2 separate regions of the Anser cygnoides genome follow, and region 2 is linked to region 1. A link is a contact called in public Hi-C data. All regions are on one chromosome and are shown on one strand. The core of a region is the stretch at or near the end of the contact, and the rest is flanking DNA. Distances in the headings are between cores, read along the strand shown. Region 1 holds the start of MMAB (metabolism of cobalamin associated B). Region 2 holds the start of ALKBH2 (alkB homolog 2, alpha-ketoglutarate dependent dioxygenase).

What was found. Hi-C and Micro-C count contacts between places; a contact is called where the count stands out from the background.
Region 2: a Hi-C map of liver shows a contact between it and region 1, with 4 times the contacts expected there. The contact joins the promoter of ALKBH2 here to the promoter of MMAB in region 1. A contact is called at or near these places in 2 of 7 Hi-C or Micro-C datasets (both in liver).

What each region holds. Positions count from the first base shown.
Region 1 is chr17:1,631,028-1,634,287 of Taihu_goose_T2T_genome, reverse strand. MMAB (metabolism of cobalamin associated B) reads right to left here and starts at 1,990. Exons shown (of 10, transcript XM_066978724.1): 1 at 1,882-1,990; 2 at 1,492-1,544; 3 at 1,324-1,417; 4 at 1,177-1,234; 5 at 215-287. The coding sequence starts at 1,961. It overlaps MVK (mevalonate kinase), which reads left to right and starts at 2,090. Exons shown (of 11, transcript XM_066978721.1): 1 at 2,090-2,245; 2 at 2,338-2,485. The coding sequence starts at 2,168.
Region 2 is chr17:1,781,511-1,784,793 of Taihu_goose_T2T_genome, reverse strand. ALKBH2 (alkB homolog 2, alpha-ketoglutarate dependent dioxygenase) reads right to left here and starts at 1,589. Exons shown (of 3, transcript XM_048073659.2): 1 at 1,394-1,589; 2 at 980-1,178; 3 at 44-843. The coding sequence starts at 1,589. The coding sequence ends at 534. It overlaps UNG (uracil DNA glycosylase), which reads left to right and starts at 1,674. Exons shown (of 7, transcript XM_066979193.1): 1 at 1,674-1,832; 2 at 2,302-2,511; 3 at 2,581-2,676. The coding sequence starts at 1,743.

The DNA of each region.
Region 1 (3,260 bases), core at 741-3,240:
GCGGCGCCCCAGGCCAGCTCGCATCGCTCGAGTCACACAGACACAGCAGCAGCAGCTCGTGGAACCACGCGGTACCCGCTCAGCACCCAGCCACACGGTGTGGAGCAGCCCTTGGGCAGCTCTCAGTGCCGCACGCCGGGGCAGCCTTCCAGCACCAGTCCAGCACAGCGTGGATTCACGACCTGTTATCCCAGGAAAATCCTCTGGGGCTTACTTAAGTGAGCTTCCCTGGCTGAGGAGAGAGGCGTCGCGATGTTGGAGCCCACATCCTGCAGCATGCACTGGACCTAGATGTGGCAATCAGGACAAAAATAAGAAGTGTTTGCGTTATCCAGCCTTTGATGCTCCAGTACAACCACAGCAAGCTCTGGGAGGCGACAGCTGGTTGTGCTGATTAAAGAGGATCCGACCCTTGTTGTTCATCATCCCCAGCCTGCTGGCAGGAGGGATCAGATACGTGCTCCCTAATTGCTTTATGAGAAACCAGATTATCGCGTGTACTCGTTTTCACTGGCACATTAAACCACCCTGGATGACCCTGGCGAGAGGAGACCAGGGGTACTCGCAGGATCTGGTTGCTGGTGGGACATCGAACCAGGAACCTCTGAGAGAGTGGCAGTGACAAACAGCTGGAGATGGTGCTGGCTCAGTGTCACATCCACTTCTGAGAGGAGCATCTCTCCATAGCACGGGACGTTTCAGAGGCAGCCTGGTAAAGCTCTGTAAGGTCTCCGATTAGCTCCTTCTGAGGTCCTGTGCACAGCGAAGCCAGTTAGTAAAACCCACATGATGCCACGGTGGGAGCAGTCTCCCACCATCGCGCCCACGTAGTTTTGGTGCCCTGATCCCAAACCTGAGGCTCCGTGACGAGACTTAACTCACATCCGTGACATGTGGGGGCACAGATCTGGGTACATGTGGATACGTTTATCTGCCCGCAACCGATCTGCTTGAGCTGCCGGTTTCCTTCCTGGTTAAAGTTTGTCTCTTGGGGGGTAACTGTGGCTCAGAGCCTTAAATATTTAGGGGATGCTTCATCCTAATATTTTAATGCTAAGTTTATTTTATTTAATTTATTTAATTAAGTTCCTACGTGTCAACGGGAGCATCCTGCCTAAAACCAGCGCGGCACGCGGCGGGGCCGCGGGGTGAGGAAGGCCTGCCGGCAGCACTCACTTTGCGAAGCTGCTCCACGAACGCGTGCCCCTTCTCGACGCCGAACTCGCTGGCTAGCCTGCGGCGGGGAAAGGGGGTGAGCGGGGGGCTGCGGCCCCCCGGGGCTCGGGGAGGAGGAGGCCGGGGGAGGCCCCGCGGGGCGCTCACCCGATGGCGGAGCTCAGCTCGTCCGTGGTGCCCAGCGCCTCGAAGACGCGGTCGCCCTTGGGCCTCCTCTCCCCGGTGAAGGTGCTGGAGAAGCCTGCGGCAGGCGCGGGGGGGGCTCAGGACCGGGCAGGGCCAGCAGGCCCCGCTCCCCGGCCGCCCCGGGCCCACCTCCGTCCCCCGTTCGCGTGTAGATCCTCGGGGCGCGGGCACCGCCGGCGGGGCTGCGGGAGGTGGGGGTCGTCAGGGGGCGGCAGGCAGCTCCCGGCCCCGGGCCCGGTCCCCAGCCCCGGTCCCGATCCCCGGTCCTGATCCCCGGCCCCAGTCCCCGCTCCCTGGCCCCAGTCCCCGCTCCCCGCACCCCGTCCCGGTCCCCGGTCCCGATCCCTGGCCCCGATCCCGGTCCCGTTCCCTGGTCCCGGCCCCGATCCCCGGCCCCCGCTCCCGTTCCCGGCCCCGATCCCCGGCCCCGGTCCCCGCACCCCGTCCCAGTCCCTGGCCCCGTTCCCGGCCCTGGCCCCGATCCCCGCTCCCGCTCCCCGGCCCCGTTCCCAGCCCCACCTGCCGGCCCCGCCGCGCTGCCGCAGCCCCAGCGGCCTCCGCACCCCCCGGGCCGCCGCCGCCGCCGCCCGCCGCAGCATCGCCGCCTCCCGCCGCAACCCCTCCGGGGCCCCCGCCAGGCCCCCGCCGGCCTCACCCCAGCGCCTCGCCACCCCGCGCCGCCGCCTCCCGATTGGCCGGCCCGCGGCCCCGTCCCCTCTGCGAGCCCCGCGATTGGCTGGGAGCGAGCGGGGCGGGGCCGGCGGCTGAAGCCGGAGCGGGGCGCGGTGCCCGGCGGCGGCCGGCCATGGCGGAGCGGGGCCTGGTGGTGTCGGCGCCGGGGAAGGTGATCCTGCACGGGGAGCACGCCGTGGTGCACGGCAAGGTGAGCGCCGCCACGGGGCGGGACGGGCCTGGGCTTCGTGTTCCCGGTCCTCACGCCCCGTCCCGTCCCGTTCCGTCCCGTTCGTCCCGCAGGCGGCGCTGGCCGTGGCGCTGGGGCTCCGCACCTTCCTGTGCCTGCGGCCCGGCGGCGAGGAGCGGCTCCGTGTCCGCCTGCCCGGCGTCGGCGTCCTCAGGAGCTGGGACCTGCCCGGCCTCCGCGCCCTCAGGGGTCGCCTCGAGGGTGAGAGGGGACCGGGGGGTCCCGGGGGGGAGGCACTGGGCTTGGGGGGGGGGGTGGGATGGGGTTAGGGTTGGGGTTGGGTTGGGTTGGGTTGGGGGCTTGGGTTGGGTTGGGTTGGGGTAGGGGGGGTTCATCAACTGACAGGGGCACGGGGTAAGGGGGTGTCCCGTCCCTCACGGGCTGGATGGGACTGGGGGGACCCGGGGTTAGGGCAGGGAGCTGGAACCAGGGGGTCTGTAAGGGCCCCATCCAGCCCCAGCCGCCCCCGGGCGCTCAGCGTCTCGTGCCGGGTGACTCCATGGGTCCCTTCCCACTGCAGGACCTGGCACCAGCTCCCCCGACCCTCACCAGCTCTGTTTGCTTAGCAGGACAAAGTCCGCAGGGTCAGCACGTCGGTAACCTCGGCACCGGCCAGAACTTCTCTTGTGCTCATCCCTGCCCTGGCTGTTGCATCTCAGACGCGTCTGAAGAACCTCAGCGTCCCTGTTGTTTAATAACCAGCATTTGGCTTGCCAAATTCTGCCTGGTGGTGGATGGGCACATGTGAGAAGTGAACGCACGGAGTCTCTGTCAGATGGTGCAGGTGTGGGGATGGAGGAAGATCAGGTTCTCGGGGTGGTTGGTGGTTTTGCTTTGTTTTATCCTGAGCAGAAAGCTTGTAGGTAAAACGTGAAACTAGTTCGTAGTCCGTGTCTGCCTCCTCTAACAAGAGTTGTTTGTGTAAATGCAGCTTTCGGGTTTAACAATTTCCTGGCTTCTAAGTGTTTGAATTCTC
Region 2 (3,283 bases), core at 340-2,839, 150 kb before region 1:
ATTGCACTCACTGTGTTTGTATCTTAGCAATCCTCCTTTCACGTTGGTCTCATTTGTATTTTATTTTTAAAAACAAGCAACGTGTAACTCATTGACAGAACATATTAGAAAGTGTCAGGCAATGAATGCTGTCAGCTTACAGGCTCACTCGGAATGATCACACCTTGCACTTTATAGAATTTACAAACTTTTCACTGCTATCTCAACGATACAGAGTATTTTGATCTTTCTGAGCAAGCGGCCAGATTAAGATCAGATGAGAACAAACTTCCTCCCGACCAAAACAAGGGTATTACTCATTAAAAATACGTGTGTCAGCAGGACTACAGCAACAGCATACTGACAAAGCATTCTTGGCACTGCAGATCAATAGTTGCACTATTTATTAGCAAATTACCAGGTATACTATCAACTTTTCTGGTTTAATGCTTTGGATTGTCAAAGACTGTTTGAGGCACAAACTGGCAGCCATACTGGGGAAGAAAACCTTCATTTTCAGAGTCTAAAGACCGGGTGCTTGATCGCCGAGTATCTCACTTCTTGTCTATAGCTATCACTTTCCGAAACGTCAGGTTGATCCTCGGACTGAGCACCCTCTTGCGGACGGGCAGGCTGTGATACCAGTACACGTTGGTGGGGTACTTCATCATAAGCAGGCTGCCGTGGGCTAGCTGCAGCGTGACGGGCTTGATGCGGCGCGTTGCGTTTTTCCCTCGGGAATCACAGTGCCTAAAAACAAAGTCCCTGCAGGCTCCGAAGGACACAGACGCGATGGGGCTGCGTGGGACCAGTTCTCTCTCGTCATCTCGGTGTTCGCCTATGTGGTCCAGACCGTCTTTGTATCTGTAAGCGGAATAATTAGTTCTCCCAGTTCCATAAAATGAACGTCAAACAATTTTTCAGTGATCTATTGACACTCAAGCAAGCAATTTTTCATCTGAACGACAAGCTGCTCGATGCAGTCGGACATCTGACGTACCTGTTAATGAGGACAAAATTAAAGTTGTGTCCCGTGACCGAGGCAACGCGGTCCCTGATGTGTTCGAGAACTGGGATCCAGGGCTCGGGAGAAAAGGTGACCCCCGAGTACGTGTACGTCAGCTCGGGGTCTCCGTAGACTGCCTGCCTCCTGGGAATGCTGTGCCATTTGCCGAAGACGTGCAGCTTGGTCTGGTCGTCTGCTCAAACGAGAGGCAAAGGGGTCGGGGTTAGCTCCGCGGCCCGGTTACCGGGGGATGCCACCGCCCCGGGATGTCCCCCCCAGGGGATGTCAGCCCCCCGAGTTCCCGGGTCCCGCAGGCAGCAGCTGACAGCCGCCCACCTCTGTTTCTCCCCCCCCCGGTGCCGCCGCCGTTCCCTCCCCGCTCGGCGGCGGCGGCTCCCGGGCGCTCACCCGGCCGGTACCGCACGTCCCGCTCCAGCCGCCGCAGGACGCCGTCCGCCTCGGCGGGGCCGAACAGCAGCCGGTACTCGCAGCTCAGGCCCTGCCCGCGGATCTGGCGGCAGGGGGGGGGGCGGCGGCACGGGCACGGGCACGGCCCCCCCGTCCTCCCCCTCCGCCTCCTCCGGCCGCGGCCTCTTCCCGCACCTCCCCGCCATCAGCCCCCGGTGCCGCGAGCCGCGGATGCGCGCGCGGAGCCCCGCCCCCCGCCCCGCCCCGCCCCTCGCCCCGCCCCCTCGTCCGGTTTTGGCGCCAATTCGCCTCCCCAGCCCACGCGGGTCCCGCCGCCGCCGCCGCAGCCATGATCGGGCAGCGCACGCTGCTCTCCTTCTTCGGCCCCGCGCCCGCCAGGAAGCGCAGCCGCTCCCCGGAGCCGGGCGGCGATGCCGAGGTGATGGGGAGAGGGATGCGGGGAGCGGCTGCTGGGGGGAGCGGGGACCTGGGGGTGCACGGGGCGCTGGGGGGCGCCGGTGTCCCGGGGGGGATGCGGGGCTCCGGTCCCGTCCCAACGCCGCGGCGCTGCCCCGCCAAAGGAGCCCGCGCTCCGCCGGCGCCCCATGGGCTCGGGGGGCATCCTCAGGGCACGGTTGCTAGGTAGACTGGCCCCGCGCCGCTGCGGCTGGCCAATAGGGAGGAGCGGACCGTCTGCCCGCGGCCAATAGGAAATTCAGAGCGCGCGGGGGGCGGGGCTCGGCGCTGTTTTGCCGCGAAAAAGCCGCGTGGGGCGCGGGCACCGCGGGACCGCCCTGAGCGGGGCGGAGCGGGGCGCGGAACGGCTCGGAATGGCGTCCGGGCCGCTCCGGGTGCTCGGCCAGAGGCTGGGCCCGCTCTGCAGCCGCCTGCTCGTTCGCCGTTTCCAGGCCGGTGGTGCCGCCGCCGCCAAGAAGGCGAAGGCTGCGGGGAGCGAGGCGGGCGGGGCCTCGCCGCTGAGCCCGGAGCAGCAGGAGCGGATCCGCAGGAACAAGGAGGCGGCGCTGCAGCGGCTGGCAGAGCGCAACGTGCCGCCGGGCTTCGGGGAGAGCTGGCGGCGGCAGCTGGCCAAGGAGTTCTCCAAGCCCTACTTCCTGGAGGTGAGCGCCGGGCCGGGGTGGGGGGGGTCCCGGTCCCGGTCCCTGCTGATCCGCCCGCTCTGCCCGCAGCTGATGGCCTTCGTGGCGGAGGAGAGGAAGCGGCACACCGTGTACCCGCCCCCGGAGCAGGTCTTCACCTGGACGCAGATGTGCGACATCAGGGATGTGAGTGCGGCTGGGGGGGTGCCAGTCTCTGGGGGGGGTATGGGCACGGACACGGGCACGGCTGTGGGGTCCTGCGGGCTGCCCTGGCATGGGTGCTGCTGGCTCACAGCACCTGCGGGTCCCGCTCGGTTGATCTCCTCCCACACCCAAGTTCAGTTTTGATGTTTTATTACCAGCCGTGGGCTTTCCCTTAAAAATTCAGTGGGGCTCTTGACCTTATTTTTAGTGTTACCGGCATATAACATAGTGCCTGTTTTTGCATCTCGTACAACTTGCTTTTTTCCACTATGTTAATGAGCTGTAATTAAAAAATATGTGTGACTGGCTTAGGTAATCCCCTTGGCAATAAGCTGTGTTTGTAATCGTGGATATCACTGTGAATGAGTCGTAAAATTCAAATCTAAGGAAACCTCCTTGGAAAATACCCTCGTAGTGTTGTGGATTTTTGAAAGCTTTGGTTGTTTGTACTCAAAGTACTTCCATAACCTTGGCAGAAAAACCGCGGTGAGTTTAGACTTAGGTAGGAGCTGTGTTCCTTAACTTGTGTGTAGTGAGGTATGTCGGTTCTTTGGGTTTTTGTCTGCCTGATTTAGGATAGAGCTTGCTT